7 separate regions of the Mus musculus genome follow, and regions 1, 3, 4, 5, 6 and 7 are each linked to region 2. A link is a contact called in public ChIA-PET, Hi-C, HiChIP or PLAC-seq and promoter capture Hi-C data. All regions are on one chromosome and are shown on one strand. The core of a region is the stretch at or near the end of the contact, and the rest is flanking DNA. Distances in the headings are between cores, read along the strand shown. Region 1 overlaps Srgap3 (SLIT-ROBO Rho GTPase activating protein 3). Region 2 holds the start of Rad18 (RAD18 E3 ubiquitin protein ligase). Region 3 overlaps Srgap3 (SLIT-ROBO Rho GTPase activating protein 3). Region 4 holds the start of Cav3 (caveolin 3). Region 5 has its middle 9.5 kb from the start of Gm35706. Region 6 overlaps Srgap3 (SLIT-ROBO Rho GTPase activating protein 3). Region 7 holds the start of Srgap3 (SLIT-ROBO Rho GTPase activating protein 3).

The links. Promoter capture Hi-C pulls out the DNA fragments that hold promoters and counts their contacts. Hi-C and Micro-C count contacts between places; a contact is called where the count stands out from the background. ChIA-PET counts read pairs in DNA pulled down with a chosen protein or histone mark. HiChIP or PLAC-seq counts read pairs in DNA pulled down with a chosen protein or histone mark.
Region 1: an H3K4me3 HiChIP or PLAC-seq map of stem cell-derived neural progenitor cells shows a contact between it and region 2, with 4 times the contacts expected there. The contact joins the enhancer-like site here to the promoter of Rad18 in region 2. A contact is called at or near these places in 8 of 39 promoter capture datasets (the 3T3-L1 cell line, 3T3-L1-derived adipocytes, the C10 cell line and 5 more), 5 of 115 datasets of contacts at active chromatin or transcription factors (the NIH/3T3 cell line, embryonic midbrain, embryonic stem cells and 2 more) and 4 of 9 other capture datasets (adipose tissue, embryonic stem cells, liver and 1 more).
Region 3: a contact with region 2 is called in an H3K4me3 HiChIP or PLAC-seq map of the 230-238 cell line, with 5 times the contacts expected there. The contact joins the enhancer-like site here to the promoter of Rad18 in region 2. A contact is called at or near these places in 9 of 39 promoter capture datasets (the 3T3-L1 cell line, 3T3-L1-derived adipocytes, the HPC-7 cell line and 5 more), 5 of 115 datasets of contacts at active chromatin or transcription factors (the 230-238 cell line, bone marrow-derived macrophages, embryonic basal ganglia and 1 more) and 1 of 9 other capture datasets (liver).
Region 4: a promoter capture Hi-C map of hippocampal neurons shows a contact between it and region 2, with 4 times the contacts expected there. The contact joins the promoter of Cav3 here to the promoter of Rad18 in region 2. A contact is called at or near these places in 6 of 39 promoter capture datasets (3T3-L1-derived adipocytes, embryonic stem cells, frontonasal cranial neural crest and 3 more).
Region 5: a contact with region 2 is called in a Hi-C map of the MNK3 cell line, with 4 times the contacts expected there. The contact joins the enhancer-like site here to the promoter of Rad18 in region 2. A contact is called at or near these places in 3 of 39 promoter capture datasets (3T3-L1-derived adipocytes, HPC-7-derived erythroid cells and embryonic stem cells), 10 of 484 Hi-C or Micro-C datasets (the MNK3 cell line, cerebral cortex, embryonic stem cells and 2 more), 4 of 115 datasets of contacts at active chromatin or transcription factors (bone marrow-derived macrophages and embryonic stem cells) and 1 of 9 other capture datasets (pancreatic islet).
Region 6: an RNA polymerase II ChIA-PET map of memory CD8 T cells shows a contact between it and region 2, with 36 read pairs. The contact joins the enhancer-like site here to the promoter of Rad18 in region 2. A contact is called at or near these places in 6 of 39 promoter capture datasets (the 3T3-L1 cell line, the C10 cell line, embryonic stem cells and 2 more), 4 of 484 Hi-C or Micro-C datasets (LSK cells, the MNK3 cell line, myocytes and 1 more) and 5 of 115 datasets of contacts at active chromatin or transcription factors (the 230-238 cell line, craniofacial prominence, double positive thymocytes and 2 more).
Region 7: a contact with region 2 is called in a promoter capture Hi-C map of stem cell-derived epiblast-like cells, with 7 times the contacts expected there. The contact joins the promoter of Srgap3 here to the promoter of Rad18 in region 2. A contact is called at or near these places in 23 of 39 promoter capture datasets (the 3T3-L1 cell line, 3T3-L1-derived adipocytes, the C10 cell line and 13 more), 1 of 15 datasets of contacts at CTCF or cohesin (embryonic stem cells), 47 of 484 Hi-C or Micro-C datasets (the C2C12 cell line, CD8 T cells, the CH12 cell line and 25 more), 30 of 115 datasets of contacts at active chromatin or transcription factors (the 230-238 cell line, DN3 thymocytes, the NIH/3T3 cell line and 17 more) and 5 of 9 other capture datasets (adipose tissue, embryonic stem cells, liver and 2 more).

Annotation. Positions count from the first base shown.
Region 1 is chr6:112,929,130-112,932,167 of GRCm38.p6, reverse strand. The region is part of intron 1 of Srgap3 (SLIT-ROBO Rho GTPase activating protein 3); the gene reads left to right. Among named protein-coding and RNA genes, the nearest start is that of Srgap3, 17 kb to the left of the region's middle. Within about 2 kb of position 1,562, at least 102 of the 459 cell types and tissues checked have an H3K27ac peak or open chromatin away from gene starts, as enhancers often do. A contact at or near this core is called in adipose tissue, second pharyngeal arch cranial neural crest and stem cell-derived neural progenitor cells, where this site is marked.
Region 2 is chr6:112,694,942-112,698,126 of GRCm38.p6, reverse strand. Rad18 (RAD18 E3 ubiquitin protein ligase) reads left to right here and starts at 1,457. Exons shown (of 12, transcript NM_021385.2): 1 at 1,457-1,583. The coding sequence starts at 1,533. Gm35824 (a long non-coding RNA gene) reads right to left here and starts at 1,459. Exons shown (of 2, transcript XR_377964.4): 1 at 1-1,459.
Region 3 is chr6:112,905,060-112,907,999 of GRCm38.p6, reverse strand. All of the region lies in intron 1 of Srgap3 (SLIT-ROBO Rho GTPase activating protein 3), which reads left to right. Among named protein-coding and RNA genes, the nearest start is that of Srgap3, 41 kb to the left of the region's middle. Within about 2 kb of position 1,584, at least 8 of the 459 cell types and tissues checked have an H3K27ac peak or open chromatin away from gene starts, as enhancers often do. A contact at or near this core is called in the 230-238 cell line, where this site is marked.
Region 4 is chr6:112,458,041-112,461,243 of GRCm38.p6, reverse strand. Cav3 (caveolin 3) reads right to left here and starts at 1,739. Exons shown (of 2, transcript NM_007617.3): 1 at 1,319-1,739. The coding sequence starts at 1,432. The region is part of intron 1 of LOC115490429 (a long non-coding RNA gene); the gene reads left to right.
Region 5 is chr6:112,554,237-112,557,221 of GRCm38.p6, reverse strand. No RefSeq gene overlaps it. Among named protein-coding and RNA genes, the nearest start is that of Gm35706, 9.5 kb to the right of the region's middle. Within about 2 kb of position 1,386, at least 12 of the 459 cell types and tissues checked have an H3K27ac peak or open chromatin away from gene starts, as enhancers often do. A contact at or near this core is called in the MNK3 cell line, where this site is marked.
Region 6 is chr6:112,860,528-112,863,561 of GRCm38.p6, reverse strand. All of the region lies in intron 1 of Srgap3 (SLIT-ROBO Rho GTPase activating protein 3), which reads left to right. Among named protein-coding and RNA genes, the nearest start is that of Srgap3, 85 kb to the left of the region's middle. Within about 2 kb of position 1,496, at least 108 of the 459 cell types and tissues checked have an H3K27ac peak or open chromatin away from gene starts, as enhancers often do. A contact at or near this core is called in the 230-238 cell line, LSK cells, the MNK3 cell line and 4 more, where this site is marked.
Region 7 is chr6:112,945,678-112,948,629 of GRCm38.p6, reverse strand. It overlaps Srgap3 (SLIT-ROBO Rho GTPase activating protein 3), which reads left to right and starts at 1,364. Exons shown (of 22, transcript NM_080448.4): 1 at 1,364-2,200. The coding sequence starts at 2,134.

The DNA.
Region 1 (3,038 bases), core at 313-2,812, 230 kb before region 2:
GGAGCCTGGGCACCACTGGGAACCAAACTGCAGCCTCAGCCTTGGTTTGAGCCTTGCGGCCCTTGGCCATGTAGCCACATATCTCCTTCCCAAGCTTGGGGTGGTGAGAGCGGCAAATTGTTGGACCCTGTGATTGTGATCCTTTGGTATCTGGGACTGAGCCTCCTTAGGCTTCCCTGGGGCCCTGATGGCCTCTTCTTGGCATTCAGTGCCTTCACGTTGTTTGCTAGCATGTTCTTCAGGCCCTTCTCGTGCTTCTGGGCAAAATGCATATTCCTTGGGAACTTGGGTCCTCCACCTTAACAGTTCATAACTGTTGTATAGAGGTTTCTTGGTGCCATTTTGGGGACTGGTTGTGTGCAGTGTGGTTCTTGCACTTGACCAAGTCTGCATGGTAGCCTTTAGCTCCTAAAGTGCCTGGGGCGGAAAGGCGCCTCCCACCCCTTGCTGGGACTGGAACTCAGAGCTTCACAGATCCTGCTCTACCACTGAGCTACACCCTCAGCCCTGGGTGCTTTTTGAAAATAGGAATGTAATAATTAAATAGACTATTAAGTTATGAGGAAGGAAAAACACCTGTAGCATGTATATTACTAATAATTCTGTTAAAAATAAAAAGTATGTCTGTCTAGTTGGGTGTGTATGTAAAGGACCTGATGACTCTTCCTGATTGATAGGAGGCGTATCCTGGTGACTAGGCATGGGGGGAGCCGGACATGATATCAGTGACAGGACATAGTAGGAAAGGGGATTTGAAAAGAAACCTTCATAGTCTTCAATTTTGGTGGACTTCCAAAAGGGCATATCATTTTTTAAAACAGAAGCTTCACAGAATAAGGACTTTAATATCTATTTGTAACCTATTACTTATTTATTATGAACCACAGGGGATTAAACCTAGGAGTGAGTGCATGCTAAATGTGGGCTCTAACATCGAGTTCCTCTCCCAGGATCAAGACATTGAGTGAAAAAACTGCCCAAAAGAAAGCTCAGCCTTCATGTGAACTGTGAAGGGAAAGAAAGGACGGTCTGCCAGAGTTATTATCATCTTACTGAGTGCTTCGTTATATACTGTAAAAACGAAGGCAGAGATTAATCGTATTTCTCTGTTATTTCCCCACATAGTGAGAATATTCCCTCCCTTCCATACACTTTTTCAGAATTCTATAAGATAGATATAGGAATGGAAAGCCCACACCAGATCTTTTAACTCTGGTTTAAGACAGGGACTATGTAAGTGCTGTGAGCCAGAGCCAGGGACTAGCAGTCTATTCCTGGTCTGTCTTTCGGACGAGCCACATCTCCGTTCTCCATCGGGCACCTCTGGCTGTGAACAAAGGCCTGTCTGCCCTACATCGTAGTTGTTGTGAGGCTCAGATGATGTGGTTGTGAGAAGTGAACTCTACAGAAGAGTACACGATGCTCATTGTTTCTGGTTTTTTTTTTGTTTTTTTTTTTTTGTTTTTTTTTTTTTTGTTTTTTTTTTGGTCTGGTTCCTCCCCGGGACACGTTGCTGCTACACTGGCCTTGTTTATGTGTCTGTCTCCCCGTGAGCTCACTGAACACAGGAGCCTGGCTTTATTCATTCTTGAATCCTTGTATCTAGAGCTGCCACACAGGAGGCATTCAAAATAAGGTCTGGACTAGCTATCAAAGGCAAATAAAATAAAACTCTAAAGGAAGCACAAAGAATTCTGTGCAATCCTATGAAATGTTAAGATTGTTTTCTAGAAAACATAACCTTGTATTTCTTTAAAAGGATTTAAAAGATCAGTCTGAGTCCTCAGCAGAAATGACATTGCAGGGACCGAAGAAGGAACTTCAGGATGGAAAATGTAATTGGCCAGTTTTGTTAGGAGATAGTGACGCTCTCCCTCTCTAACCAATCATATGCCTGTGCAGTTTCCAGGAAGGAGAGAGCAGATGAGAAGAGCTCGTGAAAGGCAGATCCTGGTCCCTCCGGAGAAAGATCTCCCAAGAGACAGGAATGCCCCCCACCACACTTCCCAGTTTCAATCTTTGTCTGTCAGAGGGCTGGACAAAGCCTTCCCAGGGCTCCTCAGACAAAAGCCCTCCTCGGCCTTTCACTCCAGACTTTGGTGGTAAAAACATGTCTCCCACAAGTGGGCCAAATTCCATTTGCCTGACAAAGTTGGAAGCCTTGTCTGTGGCCTAGTGAGGGGCTCTATTGTCTTCAAGACCCTGATGATTGTTGTCCTGAAGGGCAATTGGGCCACTAGAGCAAATTCAGTGGAGTCCCTGGGGTAGGTCTGCTGTTAGGAAAGAGGCTCAAGCTCGGTTTGGAAACACTCATCTTCATTCTTGTGACACCACAAACCTGCAGTTTTTCTTATCTCTCCCTTACCAGTTGCTTAAGCCCCATTAGACAGGTTCACAATTGCTTAGACACATGCTGATTATTATCTTTTAGTTTTTTGAGACAGGGTTTCTCTGTGTAGCCTGGCTATCCTGGACCTCTCTCTGTAGATCAGGCTAGTCTTAAGCCCCAGGTATGCACCACCACTGTCTGGCAGTGCAGATTCTTGGATGCATTATACTTCACCTAAGTGAAGCCTCTAGTAGCCTGCCAAAGAGCTTTGTGTTGCTTGGGATTTTAATTGGATGCTTGGGTAAGGATGTGAGCATGCCTATCTAGTGTGAGTGGCAAGATGCCAACGAAGGCAGGCTTGGCACCGAGGCTCAGTGTCTTGATAAACTCATAATAAGTTAAACAATATGGTAAGTTAAACCAACCAACATTGCAGCCATGACCCGCCTACTTTAAATGTGTTCTGAACACCTACGGCGGCCTACAGTTGGTCAAAATTATCTAGCACAAAGCCTGTGTTGTAACAGAATGCTTAGTGCCTCATAGAATTTACTGAATGCTGGTATGTAGAAGTCTCTGCATTGCAGAATGTTGGTTTTCTCTAGTGATAACAGGGAGCCATGACTTTGCGCCACTGCCAAGCATTGAAAAACAGTATTGCCATACGACACATCACTAGCCTTGAGAAAGATCAAAATTCAAAATTACA
Region 2 (3,185 bases), core at 208-2,707:
CGACTTGCTAGATTCAGTGTCTGAATCCTCTTGCTGTTCTGACACTGGGTTCCGTATCTGCATGCGGAAAGAACTGTCTTGACCAGACAGACTCTTATGAGACGATTCTGTGGTAGTTTATATGCTCAAAAGCCCAACATCCTGAGTTCAAGCCCTGCTTCTACTTAGCTGCAGAATGCTCTGCACCAATTACCCATTTTTCTTTCCTTTGAATAATGAGTAAACCAAGTAAGTGCATGATGCAAAAACAAAACAAAACAAAACAACCCAAAGCCACAGGAGTGCTTTGAATACAGGTGGTCTAATATGTGTTAGCTATTACTGTAATAAGTAAACTATCACCTAAATGTTGTTTGTGTTGGTGTTGCACAGTTCATCTGTGACTGTAGGCTAGGAAAAATTAATTGGCTCAGATTACAGGGATTATTTTATGATAAAAACTCAAAAGAATGAATTCCTAACCTGCTGGGTTTTAGTCTTCACACCTGTAAAGTGTCTGTAACAGCCACATCTCTCCCCCTACTTTCCAGGAGAGCTCACATGCCTGGTCCATTGTAAGTCTTCAAAACATACATGTTGAATCGGTGAATGTGTGGGCCACCGGGGTATCAGTGATACCGCAAGCTTCGGGATTCTGTCTTGCGAGTCATCTGGACCAACTTGTGGCCCCTGAGACCTAGTACAGCGGAGGCCCACAGAAGGCAGAAGATGAGTGCTGAACTGAGTAGCCAGGCTGGCTGTGTGTTGGTCAGCGTTCCACATCCAGATAATGGAGCTCTGGTTAAATGAGCCTAAAAGGAACCTTTCTGGAGACAGGTCCGGGAGATAAGGCGTCACCTGGGAGATGGAAGAGGGTGAGGAGCCTCTCAAGTAGATGGAGTAATTTGATAAAAAAGAATGTGGGTTCCTGTTAAACTGATTTAATAACACTCTTTGCTAACACTGGTCCTTTTATACATGGGGACTATCTGAGAACTAAGTGCCAATATTAGCCGTGGTTACCTTTGAAGAACAGAGGCTCTATGTGGCTCTCGTGGATGCTTACAGAAAGAGGAGTTGAGACAGAAGTGTAACTTTAGATATTTTCAAGGAGCAAGACAGATCTCTAAAGCAACCAGAGATTACTACCTGAAGAGGGAAGACCTGAGCCTAGATCTTGAACTCTCTACCAAGGCTTAGGCTTCATTTGGTTTCTTTTTCCTAATATTCAATCACCTTCCGGAATCTTTTGTTTATTCATTTTATAAGACAGATTAAAGCTGCTTTTAATCTTTCACTTATCTTCTTGTCTCTCGGGATCCAAGAGGTCCAAACGCCTGCATCGCTCCAGGCTACGCCCTGGAATGTCTCACTTTTTCCCCTTCGGTCTTCCGAAGCCGCTAACGTCCAACGCACAAGAACTACAGCTCCCAGCATGCCGTGCGCTCGCCGCGAGCGCGCCGCACGTAGCTGACGTACGGTGTAGCGCGGGGAATTTCGAGTAGAGGAGCTGCGTGGCGGGCCGGTAGCTGGCGGTCTCATCAGGTGCGGCCATGGAGGTCCTGGCCGAGCCGCGATGGCCTCCGGGGTTGGCGGTGATGAAGGTGAGTGTCGGGGGAAGGCCGGGGCGCGGACGTCGTCGGTGCGAACAGGCACCCCGGTCCGCGCGCCGCCGCCTCGGCCCTAACCTGGCCTCGCGACGCCGGTCCTCAGTTTCCAACCCCCGAGACGGTCCGGGAACGCGCCGCGGCCCTGCGCAGTCAGCCTTAGGTCGCCGCCCTAACGAACCGGATGTTTTGGGTTTCTGTCACTATCACCGCGTCTCCCCGTAAAGTAGTGTCAACGATGGTGACATCACATCCTACGAGGACTCCTGTGTTAACAGTGACACCACTCGTGATTTGTGTGGACGTTGCATCGGATGACATTTTATAATCAAGCAGTATAGCAGAGGGTCCGCTTATCATGGTTTTCCATTTCTGGCTGTGGTCCAGAAGTCCTCCACGTTCTTAACACACTGCATCCGGCTTCCCTGCCTAATGTGCCCTCCATGACTCAATAATGACGCATCTCTCTTTATTTAACTTTTATTTATTTTATTAATTTAGGAGACGAGGTCATACCCTGTAGCCCCTGGCTCACATCTTTTTAAAAGAGAGACCAGGACCTAGACCCAGCGCTTAGCCTTTCCTTTTAAGGAATTATTGCATACTGAATTATCTCCCTTAAATAACATTTAGTAGGATGTGTTGTTTGTTTGTTTGATTGTTTTTGAGACAGGGTTTCTTTGTGTAGCCTTGCTCTTGTAGGACCAGGCTGGCCTTGAACTCAGCGAGATCTGCTTGTCTGCCTCTGCCTCCCAAGTGCTGGGATTAAAGATGTGTGCCACCTCTGCCCATCCGGTGGATGTTTTTTGTTTTGATGTTTGTTTTCTACCAAGATTGGGTAGCCCTCCTGCCTCTGTCTGCTGAGTGCAGCAGGCTTACGTTGTATCTGTTATAACCTAGACGGTTTCCCTATGACAGTTGGTTATTCTTTGCTTTTATAATTGTTGTTTTTTGAGACAGGGGTTTTTTTGGATATCCTTGGCTGTCCCGTAACTAGCTCTGTCCTCTGAGTGCAGGCTTTTTCCTTCTGTTCTTACAAACAATGCATCTATTACAACCTGAACATTTCCCTTCCACAACTGATTATTGTTTGTTTTATTTTGTGTGTGTGTGTTGTTTTTTGAGACAGGCCTCCTTTGTTGAATCCCTGCCTATCCCAGAACTAGCTCTGTAGACCAGGCTAGCCTAGAACTCACAGACCTCAATGCCTCTGCCTTCCAAGTGCTGGGATTAAAGGCATGTGCCACCACTGCCCAGCACAAGCAGGTTTTTATAGCTATGTAATGTTTCATATGGACTGTAAATGACAACTTTTTGGTTTGTGTTTGGCTTTATGACGGGCTCCTTATGTAGTAGTGCAGGTAGGCTTGAAGCTTGGATACTCCTGCTCCTGCCACTGAAGTGTTAAGATTAAAAGTAGGTACTCCCTTGGTTGTATTTGCTTATATTTACATTAATTATTCTAAAGAATTATTTATTTTATTTTTCGCATTGAGTGCTTTACCTACTTGTATGTATATGCACTGCATACATGCCTGGTGCCCATGGAGGTCAGAGACGACGTCCTCTCGCCTGGAGCTGGAGTCCTGGATGGCTGGG
Region 3 (2,940 bases), core at 335-2,834, 210 kb before region 2:
CAAAACCCACTGATGGCTCTTTACTCGATAGCATACATTGTGCTATTTTGGACAAATATGTTTGCATCTATTGAATAGTGGTTTTGAAGGCTTTTATAGATCAACAGATAGAAAGCTTTGAAATTCCAGTAGCAATTTGTATAAGACAAATTGCTGCTACCCCTGGCACAATTATGACTGTCCACAGACTTGTCCAGTGTGGCGCTGGGAAGAAGGTTTGAAGCTTCCCAGCCTCGTAGGTGACAGTCTTGGTGGCACCTGCACCCCTCTCATCCTCTGGCAGGCACTGTTCCTTCATTTTCCATGGGGCTTGTTTAGCCTTTGTTTTGCTTTTGAAAGAAAAGATGTGTTCTAAGAAGTTGGTTCTAACCTTAGAGGACCCACTGTACGATTCCAACTTTAGTCTACAGCATATCCACCTCCAAGCCTGTTCACCATAGTTACGCTGTGCAGATATTCTGCTGGACATCTTTAAAGTCCTCAGTTCCATCAGGAAAAGAACCCTGGTCATATCTTACAGTATCATTTAGCAATGTGCAGTATCCCCAGGGGAGCCGAGAAGGTGAAAGAATGATGAGGAGAAAGCTGAGGAATGCTGTATGGCTGCAACCAACACGCATCTGGGTGACAGGGACACCTTTGCCAACTTTTTTTTCTTTCCCCTTTTATTTGCTTTGGTGTCACATAAACACAGTGGAATCAGAGAATGGTATCTGTGTATTTGTTGCCTCCCTGCTCCTTGCTGGTAACAGCACTGACAGTCAACTGAAGGCACACTGTGTGCTATTTGAAGGCATACTGTGTGCCGTTTGTTCAGCTTATCCTCAAGGTGGCTGTGGGCAAGGTACACTTACCTTCTCACAGAACAGATATAAGTACCTTGCTGTAAGCTTTACAGTAAACATTGAGCTGAAACTTTGGGTCAGATTTGCCCAACAGCACACCTGTTTTCCCATCATCCTCCTTGCCAAAAAGCATTGGGTGAACTGCCAATATTCTCCAACATCAGGGCTTAGGAGAAGGTCCAATATCCTCAGGAAGGTTCTGCAGTGAGAAGGTTGGCTTGAGCCTGACTGGCAGATCTCTGGTTTCTAGTCTTAGCCCTGCCTCCTCTCTCCGTGAGATTGTAGCATAGTTGTCTGTGGTCACAGGAGAAGAGATAGATAGTTAGATAGATAGACAGACAGATAGATAGATAATCTTATCTGTTGACCGGATAAAACCTGGGCTTGCCTTGGAGACAGGCCTCTGGACATGCATGTGGGAGATCATCTTGATTGGGTTAACAGAGGGAAGACAACCTACCCACTGTGAGTGGAACCATTCCCTGTGCTTAGACTCCAGACTTTCTTTTTATAAAGAAAGTGAGCGGAGGACCAGCACTCCCCTCTCTCTGCTTCTTGACTGCCCTGTGACTAGCTGCCTCTACATCCTGCTGCTGTGACTTCCCCACCATGGTGGACTGTAACCTGGAATTGCCAGAAGTAGCCCTTTCTCCTTGGGGTGTTTTATCATAGCAACATGAAGAGTTAGTCAGACAGAGAGGATGCTTCCCTAATCTCTTTCTAGGGCATGCCCCTCTTGGTCCTGTTCCACTCAGTCTGATTGCTTAAAGACTTCATTGCCTCTGGTATCTCATTCCCGGGGACCAAGCCAGAGCCCATGAGTGATGTTCAAGACCTAAACTCTAATATTCCTTCAAGGCTGAAGATTTTCCTTGGGTCTTGGGACACTGCTGTCTGCCCACTGAGGAAAATGTCCTCGTAGATGAAAACAGAAGAATGAATGCCTTCCTTCTCCCCAGCCTGGACCAACTGTGCAGTGCCACCCCAGCACCTGGCATCCCCTGGGAGCCTACCGAGGCCTCACTGGGACTGTTCCATAGTCAGTCTGGGCACATGTAAACACGTATCTGTGTATAGATACACACAGGGGGACCTGCATTTGCCACAACACAAAAGGACCCAGGAACATCATGTTGAGTGAAATGAGATAGATACAGAAAGAAAAATATATATAAAAAAAGTATATGAAATAAAAGAATGAAAAATACAGAGAAAGAGCCTACAAATCACTTGTGAAATTCTTCAAAAGCCAGCGGTACAAAAGTAGAGACTGAGACACCGGTGACCAGGAAGTGGGTAGGTGTGGTCATCAGGCAGAGAACAGAAAATAAGAGACGTGAAGGGCAGACGAGGCTGAGGTGGGCAGGGTAATTAGCAGGAGGGGGCCCAATAAGGAGCTCCCCACCAAAAAGGAATTCTATTAAGAATTTTGGTTAAATGAATAAATTTTAGCTGCTCTTATCACAAAAAAAGCAAATATTCAAGTGACAGGGATGTTAATTTGCCTCATGATAGTAAACTCTTAACTATAGATTTATCCCACCACAGCCTCTTGCAGAGCTCAAATATAGATAATACATCTTCTTCTGAAAAAGCTGCATTTAGCCTCCGAGCGGTGGTGGCGCACACCTTTAATCCCAGCACTTGGGAGGCAGAGGCAGGCAGATTTCTGAGTTCGAGGCCAGCCTGGTCTACAAAGTGAGTTCCAGGACAGCCAGGGCTACACAGAGAAACCCTGTCTCGAAAACAAAACAAAACAAAACAAAACAAAACAAAACAAAACAAAACAAAACAAAACAAGCTGCACTTCACAGAAGCAGCAGCTCAATGCCAAGTGCTGCAAACTCCTGCCTAGAACCGAGCCCAGCGCCACAGATAAGGACCCAGGCAGACGCCACTTGGTGAATGAGAGGAAGTCCTAGTTGGTATCCCTGGGCTTAGTTAGAAGGAAGTCAGCGTTTGAGCCAAAGTTATATGAAACAGTAACAAACATGAAAAATGAGGGGTTTAGATTATTGGAAGGGAACTTGGAGTTGGCTCGGTCAGAGTCCTCTGTCTCCCTGTCTCTGGGTCTGAGATTTTATCTGGTAAAACG
Region 4 (3,203 bases), core at 490-2,989, 240 kb after region 2:
ACAGAATTAAGTGAAAACATAAAAATTAATTTCTTTTAAAAATTAGTGTGTGCGTGTATGTGTGTGTGTGTGTATGTGTGTGTGTGTGTATGTGTGTGTATGTGTATGTGTGTGTATGTGTGTGTGTGTATGTGTGTGTGTGTATGTGTGTGTGTGTGTGTGTGTGTGTGTGTGTGTGTGTGTGTGTGTGTACATGATGTGCTATGGTGCATGTGTGGAATTCAGAGGCCTTGTAGGAGTCTGTTTTCTTTCTATCACATAGGTTCTGGGCTAGAACTCAGGGTTATTAGAATTGGCAGTGGGCATCATTTCTCACTGAGCCATCTTGTTGGCCTCATAAAAATCAATTTCTTCTTTTTTTTAAGTAACTGCTAGAAAACTTTAAATTTCACAGCAGGTGGGTACTTTGGCCATCTCTATAATGTCTGCCTAGCTTTTCTGTAAGCCGGGTACGGCTCTAGTGGAATCCTATAAAAACTACACATGTAACACTAAGCCACAGTGACTGTCATGCTGAGAGCACAGTCCTCACAATTATATTCAGAGCTCAGCCGCTGGAAGGAGTGACTGCAGTGCTGTGGATGGTTTGACAGTGCGCAGGGTGACTGTTCCGGGGCCACACTGCACCTGTAGTTCCACAGGCAGCTCTGGCCTGTGAGTCCCAGTACCTAGCCTGGATGCCCAGCTACTCTGGGGACTCTGAAGCTGGTGGCTGGGACTTTGCTCTGATGGGGTTCCTCTGGCATTTAGTTTAGACAGAGATTGAGTCATGGGGACCCAAGGCACTTAAGTATTCTTTTCTGGGTGCCTGCTGAGAGGCCTTTGCCTAGTCCTGGCTACTAGGCCTTGGCTGAAGCAGGGAGCTAGGGAGGCAGGGAACATGAAGGATGGCCTGTAAGGCTCATTCTGCTTGAGAGACAAATACTAGGCACTGCTGTGGGGCAACTAGTGTCTCTTGGAGGGGCCACTGATGAAGCTGGCCTCAGATTAACCCCAAGCCCACTATGGAGACAGCCTAAATGCTGCTGGCAAAGCAAAGCAACCACTTGGCCCAGGTTCTGTATCTTCCCAGTGACTCCTCTGGGGCCTGGGGCCAGAGCCAAGGGCAGGCACTTGGAGCTACTAGTAAGATGGCATTTTTGGTGTCTTCCCCTTAACACCATTATGAAGGTGGTTAAAGTTTTCTTCTTGCCTTGCTAAGGCCTGTACAACTTTGCCTGTTTGCTGGGGTTTGAAGAAGACAGTATCCAGGGGATTTTGGGGAGGCTGACTTCAAGTGTGTGAGGACCATGATGTCCCACTTGGGCACCGAGCCTACCTTCACAATGTCCTCATTGATGTTCTTGGGGTCGCGGTTCACCAAGTCTATCTCCTTGCAGTGAATGTCCTTGATGATCCGAGCTTCCAGATCCGTGTGCTCTTCGGTCATCATTGTGAGGCTGGGGCTCCTTCAGGAGGCGATCAGAGCCTTGTGGCTGGTATCGTTGATAGTCCTGGGGGCAGAAAGACCAAGCTTAGGGTCTCCAGACTGGTGCCGCTGCCGGCTAAATAGGCCCCACCCAGCATGCCGGCTGACAGCTGTCCTGCATAACTTCAGCCGGCCTCTAGTTAAAGCTGCTGGTGGCACGCCTCCAAGCTAAAATTAAGACTGGATGGCAGAACGCTCCTTAAAGGGGGCTGTGCAGGACATTGGCCTCACGCGAGAGGAGACCTGGCATTCCCTGCCAGCCACCAGGGCCTGGCCTTCCCGGTACTCTGTGGAGGCGGGCTGAGCAAACCCCTTGGAGTCCCTGGAATTTGCCGCTCTGCTCCACTCCATACTCAGGCTCCTCCCAGGAGCAGCTGCCCAAGAAGGGAGGTGGGCTCGGTCCCAGCTCTGTCTCTTGCTAGCTCCTGAGTGACCTTGGCACATGTCTCTTCTCTGGGCCACCATGACCCTATCTGTGACTAGAGATACTATAAGGACCAGAAAATAACCATCAAGAGTCTTCCCACCCTGGAGGAGAGGAGACTGGCTTTGTTAGGATTCTATTGGAACTGGAAATGTCTGCTAGATTCTCCTTACATTAGGGGTTTGCTGTAGTAGTTAATCACTGTGTGTAAACATTTTAAAATTACATTTATTTATTTATTTATTTATTTGCGTGCAAGTGAGCAGTACACAGCATATACATGGGGTCAGAGGACAACCCAAGGGAATCTGTTTTCTCCTTCTGCCACGTAGATCTTGGAAATCAAACTAAGGCCATGGGGCTTGGTGGCAGGCACCTTTACTTGCTGAGCCACCTCAGCAGTCCCACCTGGCAAACAGGTCTTCATGTTTGCACGGCAAGCACTTTATAGATGGAGCCATCTTCCCACTCCCAGTTCATCTCGACTGTCAGGTTAACTGGACTGAGACACCTAGGAGATTAGGAGAGCGCACCTCTGGAGCTGTCTGGGAGGGTGTTTCTGCAGATGAAGCCACTGATGGATTCACAACTGGAGTGGAGGATCTGGAGGTGCTGGAGGGTGGAATGCAGGCTCGAGAGGAGGAAGTCGGTCACTGGGAGCCGCATGTCTCTGAAGGGCAAATCTAGTCCTGGTTCCTGACTCTGTTTCCTGTCTTCTGTGCTGTGAGCTGCTCTGCCCTGATATGGATTTGTCATGGATGTGGAGATGCTTTCTCCTGCATTCCTCTCACCCTGACACCCACGACAACCTTGCTTTTTTGTGCCCTGGAAGGAAGAATTTACACCACAGCACAGGTGGGGCCGCCAAGTAGTGTAGGTTTGTTTTTAGCGCCCTAAGTGCTGAAAGGCTGAACGCATCCTGCAGAGTCTGTCTCTAGTGCCTGGGTTTGTAAGTCTTGTTCTACCATCTCAACCTATCTTGCTTACCTCTGGAGCGGTCCAGGTGGTCCCTTTCCTAGAACAGAGAGAGGCTTTCTTAGCCATTCTTACCCACAATCCAACCTGTTACAGGGAAACCAGGACTCTCTGTATAGAGGTGTAAATGCCTGTAGAGTTGTGAAGTTTACTAGAGAAAGGACATCAGTGTCTTTTACATGCTCCTCAGGGTGGCTTTGAAAGACAGCGGGACCAGCTTTGTTGTAGGTCCAGTTATAAGCCTCCCCTTTACCTTGTCCATGTTATTTTAGCAGGCTCTTCCACCCTAACAGTTGTTTTAAGTGTAACAGAATTCAGTGAGCAAAAGTTAACCTT
Region 5 (2,985 bases), core at 137-2,636, 140 kb after region 2:
TTCAGTGGCACAGTGGACATGACTGTTATCATTATTGCTCTAGAACCCAATCCACGACCTGTCCATTGGCTGAATGTACCCTTGCTGTTTTTTAGGAAACTCCCATTTTCTTCTCAGAATTCTACAAGTGGCCAACCTCTCTTTAAGTTAGTTTGCTTTACTCTTGCCCACAGGCACCCAAGGCAAGGCATGTTGGCTAAGGACAAAGGAATTTAGTCCTTTGCTCCATAGCAATTTTCAAAAAGTGATTTTGTAATTGTCTGGACTTGGCTGGCCAAGAACAGGGGATGAAGAAAGAAGCCATAAAGAGCATTCCTTTTTGCAGTGGAAACTGAACCGAGGACAGGGCCAGCAGCCAGGGAGTCAGTCTTTGCTCTCTGTACAGCCCTGTCTCATAGGTACTCTCTCCACTCTGACTTTTGGAGCATTCTAAGTCATCAATAAGTTCATCTGACTCTCCTGCTTAAATGGTTGGATGGATTTCCATGCCTTGGGGAGAAAATTCTTATAGTTTTTCAAATAGGCTTCCTGCCTGTTCCAGTCTCATTCCTGGCCCTTTAGAATTTGTTTCAAACCGTGAAAGAAGGAATCCACATTTGACAGTTAGTAGCAGGAGGCCATCTGTTCCCTCACCCACACACTTATCCAAACATTCATTTAAGAATCCATCAGGTATTATCCTCAGCCCTGGAAGACTCAAGAATGGAGATAAGCTGTCTCTGCCCTAGGGTGGGGCACGGCTGAGCAAGGGAGATGTGTACACAAGCGGCTCCAGGACAGAGTGATAGACATGATGGGCAAGATCTACCTGCAGGTACCAGAGAGCCGGCAGATCCAGTGGGCTTCTGGGAGACATTGAATGGTCAATAGAGGATGTAGATTTGATGCAGAAACTCATTACCAGGGTAAGAGGGAAGGGCTTGTGCGAAGCTCTGGGCACTTGAGGAATAGGAAGACTTTGGGGGATGATCACTGGGGCTTAGAGACAGGATTGGGGATAAGAGGGGAGGGGAAAGGAGGCCAGAATAGGAGTAACAAGGCCCACGAAGCTCTTAATTCACTTTGAAAAGCCATGAAAATGTTCTCCTCAGGACATGGACGTCCATTTTTATCTAGTCAGGAGAGTCAGATGATATTATTAATGATTTGGAAAGCTCCAGTCAGTGGAGAGAGGAGAAGAAACTAGAATCTTCCTTTTCTCATTTGTAACGTGTAGAAGTTGGCTATCTCTCCCACGTCTGCCAACTTAGGATGTCACGCACTCACCAGTGCTCTTTCTATCACTATTGTGCTTACAGTTTTCCAGGCCATGACAACCCTAGTCACTGCCCTGCCGAGGTCTTTTTCTTCCACAGGAAGCAGAACTCAGGGACAGAATGAAGACAAGCAGAAGATTAGAACAGGAAGCAGGGGTAAGCACAGAGGAAGCAGGTCAAGGTCAAGGAAAGCCAGCAGATCTGATAAGTGATGTGAATTACAGAAGGGAAATGGCTGAAGAATAACATATCAGCAAGCTTTTGCTGTGTAAGGAATCACTGCCCATCTTAGTGGCTTATGGTAGCTTTTGTGTTAAGATCCAATGGGAGGCCCTGCTGATCTGGGGCAGATTCAGTTGATCTCAATTGACCTGGCTTATGCTGGAAGGCTGGCTGAGGACTTGTTGGTCCCCATCTTTCTCTCAAGAATAACAATTGTCCAGATTTCAGCTGGAGCAGGGGAGCTCATAGGGTCACATGGTTTCCATTGACCAATGATCTTGTTTACATGGTGCTGTGGTTTGAATAAGTCATTTTGCAAGATTCATAGTAAAATTTTATGCCCAAGTTATATATACTATAGTGGGGTCTTTTAGGAAGTGATGCAGCCATTAAAGAGAAAGTCCCTCTCATCCATGAATGAGTGAATGAATGAACGAATGAATGCCCTTATAAAAGAAGCTTCAGAGAGCGCTTCTTTTTCTGGTCTTCCCTCCTTTCACTCTGAGGACACAGCATAAAGTTGCCATCTCAGAAGCAGAGAATGGCCCTGACCAAACCAACCTTGAACCTTCAGCTTGAACTTCCAGCTGCTACAACTGTGAGAAGTGTGTTTGTTCCTTATACATTTTGTTAGAGCAGCAAAAATGGAAAGTCATACACTGATGTTAGGATCCAGACAGAGACAGCAAGAGAGAGCATGCAATGGTCATACTGTGTCACAAGGCCCACCAAGTGTCGAGGATGGAGAGATAGACTCCAGCTGTCCATGGGAGATGTTGCAATGTACCTTTAGAGTTGGTCTAGACAGAAGGAGGAATGGAAGACTGGAACCATTTTTTCTTTCAGTTTATTTAAGCAAACCCTCTGGTTCACATTATTCACATCCCTCTCATATGTACATATGCTTATTCTCATCCTAGTTTCTTACCACCAATTTACATCAAATATGCCCTGGGCTTGAGATCTAAGGGCCTATGATTGTTTTCATGTTCCAACAAGACCTTTCTAATGTGGCTCTTCATCTGTGAAATCGTATTCCCACAGTGGTTACATGATCAGTGGAGCCTTTTGGGAACTGATGCAGCCATTAAAGGGAAAGACCAAGAAGGGAAGCCACCCAATTGACACATCCTGGAAGTACATTGATGTGAAAGAAGAAGGATAAATGGGATGCACCACAGTTGCTGAGAGAACCGGAAGGAGAATTGGACACAGATAGCTCTGGCCATAGAGATACTGAAACCTAGTTGGGCTCATGTTGAGAGGTCTTCCTGTGTAAGATGGGAATACGTCATCAGGTCTAAGTTTTGATTCTGCAAGTGACTGCCTGGTCTGTCTCTTTTCATCAGCTCTTGGGCCTTCTCTCAGAACAACTCCTTTGTATGGCCTTATTTGTCTCTAGGTTGCTTTCTCAACTCCATTCTTCTGCCCGGTGATCTCAGGGCCAGAGGCCGTTTGGCAGTGGAAATGATCTTGCATCACAGCTGGATCTTAGAGAAGACCAGCA
Region 6 (3,034 bases), core at 247-2,746, 170 kb before region 2:
GGGCTTATGGAAGAGAAGCCATATGATCAGGACTCTGGGAAGGGCAACGTCTAAGAGGCAAACAGAAGACAGAAGTGGGTCAGAAAGGGCACAGGCTGTGGGGACCAGAAAGATGGAGCGACTCACTGGGTGGCCTTTGTAGCTCACAGGGATGCTGAGGGAGGGAGGGTGTGAGGAGTAGAGGTGGGTTGGAGAAGGGCTCACTCCCCCTGGCATCCATGGAGCTGGGCAGGGCTCTGGAGCTGCCTGTTCTAATGGCTATCATGGTGGGTCCCCACAATGGCCTGGAAGTGTCTCCTACAGTCCCATGTATCACATACAGGCTTGTAGAGTGATTGGAAGATGTTGGAGCCTTCAGACGTGGGGCTTGATGGGAAGTCTTCAGGTCACTGGGGGAATGTTCATGAATAGCAGACTGAGATCTGGACCCTTCTGTCCTTGCGTTTGCTTCTTGATTACAATATGTTGAACAAATTTCCTTTCCCACCACATGCCCCTATCACGATGTCTTGCCACCTCTAAAGCCCTGAACTAGGGCCAAGTGACCATGCACTGAAACTGTGAGCCCAAATAACCTTCCCTTTATTAAGTCGACTCTCTCTGATATTTTATTATAGTAATGAAAAACTGACTGACAACAGTGGCTTACCAAGCATGGGTATTTTCTCAAAGTCAGATAGTGTGACCTTCCCTTCCCAAGGGGAGGCCCTTCTGTCCCTCTGAACGTAGTGCTAAGTACTGCCAGAGGACTCAGGGACTCAGAATCCTCCCCACCCAGCAAGGCTTGGGCTTCCATAGTCCAAATGCCAGCTTGTCTGTGAATTTCCAGTGGGAAATAACAGGTGTTGCTGGCTCAAGAACCAGTGAGTTTGTGAAACTTCACTTGCCTGGAGGCCAGGCCAGCACGGGCACAGAGACAGGGAAAGGGAGAGTTTCTGTAAGGATGCCACGTGTAAAGTGAGCAGCCAGCACCTGGAATAGCAGGTGTGTATTCAGTGGGAACCGTGGCGGTGCAAATTCCTCAGACATCAGATGGGGCTGGACGCTGCCTCTGTTTTCCTGACTGCAGAAACAAGCTCTTTCCGTGTGTAGGGATGAGGGTCAAGTAGTGTGACAGCCTGGAAGTTGAGGGTCCAAGCTTAGCTACAACAGCAGTTGCTGGGTGACCAGTTGTCCCTAATGTATGTGGTAGATTACAGTGTCTAAATGTACAGGCCCTTTAAAAGGCCTGCTAGGTTTCAAACCCTGCTGGGTTATTTACTAACTATGAGGCCTGTGATGGTAAAACAGAAATACTCGAAGCTTCTGGGAAAGTTGGAGACATCACTTGGAAGGCACCATGATGGTACATTGTAAAGTGCCTTGAATAATGTGTGTGTGTGTGTGTCAGTGGAAACATAACTGTCAACCCCAACTTCCTCATATGTAAAGACGTGAGCTGAGTCTATGCTTGTGGTGACAGTGACAAAGATTTCCATGGTGATAGTCAGTGTCTCCGGCTGATGTGTCTCACTGGTGCTATTCTAGGGTCTTTGACTCACCCAGTCCTCAGTGCATAGGCCTCTGTTAAACTACCTGTGGCAGGCAGGGCCACCAAGGCGCGACTACTGTATAGGTCAGGCCAGGCTGATGGCCAGGATCATTACGTCTGGAAGGTCTTCAGGGTCTTCATCCCTGTTCCTATGGGCCCACCTGACCTCCCTACTCTTCCTCTGATAATGGCAGCCACCCAGCTGAGCCTGGCAGCTGAGTGGCCTAAATTTAGCCCTCTGGCTTTAGTGGTGAGCCACAGGAAAAGACCAAGGGGAAAACCAACGGGCTCTACATTTTCAAAATACCTACCCTGCAGACCATAAGTGCAGCAAATGTTAGGCCAGCAGAGGGGCCTACGCCCTCTGCTTGTTTTTGAGGGAGGCCTGGCAAACAATCTTATTTCCTTCTCCTTCATCTTCCCCGGTTGAGCTGCCGTGGAGAATGGCCAGTCGGAAGTGGTCTCTCCCCTGGGAGAGGGTGCTGGGTGGTGGGAGTACCCCTGTGGCTGCTGATTGGTTTGGCTGGGTCTGCCCTGGGTTTGGCTCACACAGTTGGGCCCCTGGCATGAGAGCTCTGGCCAGCTTGTCTCAACAGGGTGTCTGCTTTAGGGAGCCTGGTCAGATGGAGGCTTGGGGCAGATGATGCCCACAAAGCTGTCTGTGTTACTGAACCCTTGAGCGCCCTTACCTATATAGATGCACTTAATTTTAACCACCTAAGGAGAGAGGGAAGTCTCCATCTTCCTTTTATGTGGAAGTGGAAGCCCAGGCAGGATGGGCCCCATTTTCAAAAACCACACAGTGGCTCATCAAATAAGTATCTGGGGATGAAACTCAGCCTGCTCGTGTAGCCTGTCCACCCATCACTGCGGGGACTGCCTGTTACAATAGTGTTCAGACATTTTTACACACATTTTTCATCTGAAGCCTCAGTATATTAGGAGGTAGAAACTCTGATTGATCCTACTGTATAGCTTTAGAACTAAGGCTCATAGGGCCTTTCTCCTCACCCAGGGTCTTGACGGGGCCTCCTGGAATGATGAGGACAGCCATATTGATTTTGGGGCTGTGGGGCTCCTGCTCCTTTGCTGTGTCCAAAGCCATTGCGCCACATGTGTGACCTGCTGTTAGCTGTTTTCAGGCCACTTCCCCGGCCTGGAAGCGTTGTCCTCACTGGTTTATCCTGGGTGCTTTATCACCATGGTCTGCAAGTAAAAGGGAGGGCACAGGGGTTTCTCCAGATTTAAAATTGTGTCAGCAGCCTCCACAGGCAGACATGGGTCCCAGGTTCCCAAACACTGGGCCCAAATTGGTCCATAAGACCTTCAGCAATGAAGATTCTTTGCAGTCATCCTAGTGAAAATTAAAGGGCATTTTAATATTCCATTTCCCCCTTTTGCATCATCTTAGCATATTTAATGTTAAATATCTGTTTGTTTACTGTGCATGCTTGATGTGTATGTGTGAGTGCAGGCGTGCATGTGTTACCGGCGTGCATATGG
Region 7 (2,952 bases), core at 115-2,614, 250 kb before region 2:
CTTATGAACTCTGTAACCTCCTCTTTCTGTGTCCAGAGCTATAATAAGCCTATGATTCACCAGGTGAACTGCTCAGGCAGCTGCTGTGCATTCCCCAACTGAGCCCTTGGTGCTCACCCACTGATCACTAGGCGGGAGGACCCTGTCTCACTTTACCTACCTCTCCAGACCCGTTCTAGCTGCATACTCTCTTGGGGAGCCCTTAGAGGCTGGTACGGATAACCTGTTCATTTCTAAACCCAAGCCAAATCACATGTTGGGCCATTCCAGAAGGACAAGTGGAAGGTGGTACCTAGTTTGAGAAAGTTATGGAAGTCTCTTTCAGTGAACTCTTGGGGGACAAGACACTCTCATGACAGTTTATTATCAGGCATCCTATGGTACTTGATGCCAGTTTGACCTACCACACTGAACTATTTGAAATGCCAATGAAATTAGGACTCTCTAATGAAATGCTGGAGACTCCTACTGAGTCTTTACTACTGGTGGGTTTTGTTGTCTGGGTTGGAATGCTGGCACCCTGGTAAGTCATTTTCCACTTATATATAATGTAGCCCCTAGGATGCTGGGGTTACCATAGTTGCTACTATTTATAGGGAGCTTACTGTGTACCTAGGTACTGAGCCAAACTGTTTCTGTTCATACTCCATCTCCCAAAAGCTCTTTACATTTGAATCCCCCCGCTCTGTAATATTTTCAATTCTTAGCACTTGTCATTTTTACCCATTCTATCATTCAGCGTGTAGTTAAATTCTGTTGTACTGTCATATGGTGCTTCTTGCCTTTATAACGCCAGTGGGCCCTTTAGTAAGCTTTTTGTATGTATTTGTTGAAATTGTCCATTAAAGAGTCTCCAAAGAGAGCTTATTTTACTGGTAAAGGAACTAAGACGAGGGAGTCAGAATGGCGCTGTCCCACCTTCTCTGAGCCTGAAGGCAGCCCTGTCTGCCAGATCTCTCTGCAAAGCTGAAACCTCTGGCACTGTCCCTGTTATCAAGTAATTCTTTCAAAAATAGTGGCCTCTCCTGCATGCATCAGACTCTGCCAGAGTCTCAGGCAGAGTGACAACTCGTCATATAGTTGCTAGTTTGAGCACGACGCAAAGAAAAGAATCTTTCTGTGTTTGTTAGAAAATCTCCAGCCTAACTACTACTAGCTCGAGTTTGCAGGAGCCTCCCAGGCCTTCCCAACCTGATTTCCCCCTCCTGCCGCCTTCCCTTTTGTGAGCGTTTCTTCCCCTTTTTGCTTGCAGCTAGTTCAGCTCTCCTGTAGGCTACAATGTGTCAGTTGTTATAAAATCCGGGAGGCGGAGTCTAGTGACGAGGGCGGTGGGGGAGAGCTCAGCCAGCCCTGCAGGGTGAGCAGTCCAGCCCTGGGTCCAGCGGAGCTAAAACGCTACAGCCGGGAAAACTTCCACCTCCCTCTCCTGGTTTTGATCCTCACCGTCCAGCAGACCCGAGGCGCCGATCGACCGGAGGGAGGATGAGAGATGACCGGTCCTTTGGCAACCTGACCATTTCCTTAGCAGAGCCTTCCAAAGCGAACCGGAGACTGGCCACACGACCCAGGAGGCGCCGCGCCTCTTGTGGATGTGTGTGTATGAGTGAGCAAGCGGGTGTGTGTGTGTGAGTGAGGGTGTGTGTGTGTATGCGTGTGTGTGTGTGTGTGCGCGCGTGTGTGTATGCGCGCGCTTGTGGTGTGGATGGGTGTGTGCACAGCACAATTGCGTGGAAGCGTGTCTGGGTGAGCGTGTGTGTGCACTCGTGAATGTGTTTGTGTGTGTGTGTGTACGTGTGTGTGTGTGTTTGTGTGTGCTCTTGGCTGCTATTATTATTATTTTGGAAGAAAAATCCTGGAAATCTGGGGCAGGTTATGGTACTCCCAGGGTGACTTCTTTTGCAAGAGGAGCTGACCAGAGCAAGCCACTAGAGCCATTTCCCTGCCAGCAGAGAGCATTTTCCTCCCAGAAGAAGGATTTCAACCCCGGGGCTCTGTAGCCAAGTAAAAGAGATTAGCCCTTGAAACCTGTGAAATCGACCATTGCTGTGTGATTACCCAGGCTTGGGAGAGGACTTGGAGAGAGAAGGAGAAATAGATCAAACAGCCTGTCAGTTCTCTTTGCCACGTCGGAAGATGTCATCTCAAACTAAGTTCAAGAAAGACAAAGAGATCATTGCTGAATATGAAGCCCAAATAAAAGGTGAGTGGTGGGGCCGAGGGACTTTGCCTTCTCTCCGTCCCCTTGTCTCTCCCTCTGCTGTCTCTTCCTTCGCCTCCCTGCCTTCTTGAGAAGTTGCTATGCAGCAATAATCTTATTGTAAGGAGGAAGGACCGGGTGCTGGCTGCACAAGTCCAGACTGGCTCCCACTGCAGATAGTGCCTGGGCTGGGAGCGTGAATTACAGAAAGGGCAGAAATCTCTGCATTGCAGGTGTGTGAGGAAGGGACTTTAGGAGTGTCGCCGGTACTCCATCATCTTGGCAGTGATATGTCACTCTAAGGCCATTTTGACAGTCAAGGCCTCCTCCCCCTCACTCCCATCGAGAAAGCCCTTTGCTATTTATGTATATATTTTTTGATCTGCTCTCCCCATCCCTTCTTTTGGCTTTTGTGGGTGGTTGTTTTTGCCTCTGCTGCCTTCTCTGGGCTGAAATTCAAATGCATGAGTATGGGCTGCGGGGGGTGGGGGTGGGGTGGGGGGGTGGGGGGGGTGCATCGCATCCTTAAGTAGCCCTTCTTTGTCAGCATTTCTTGCCTGGTCTGAGTTGCCATGGATTAACTGTTATGGGACATATTGATCCAGACTAATGCAGGCATTTAAGCATAAAGAGAGAGTTCTGTGCCGAAAATGTATTATCTTCCAGCGTGCAGCCTGGTCCTTCTGTACACCGGTGTTTCGGGTCATCAGCTTTGGTTAAAAGCCAACACCTCAGTGTACGATTTGGACTGGTAG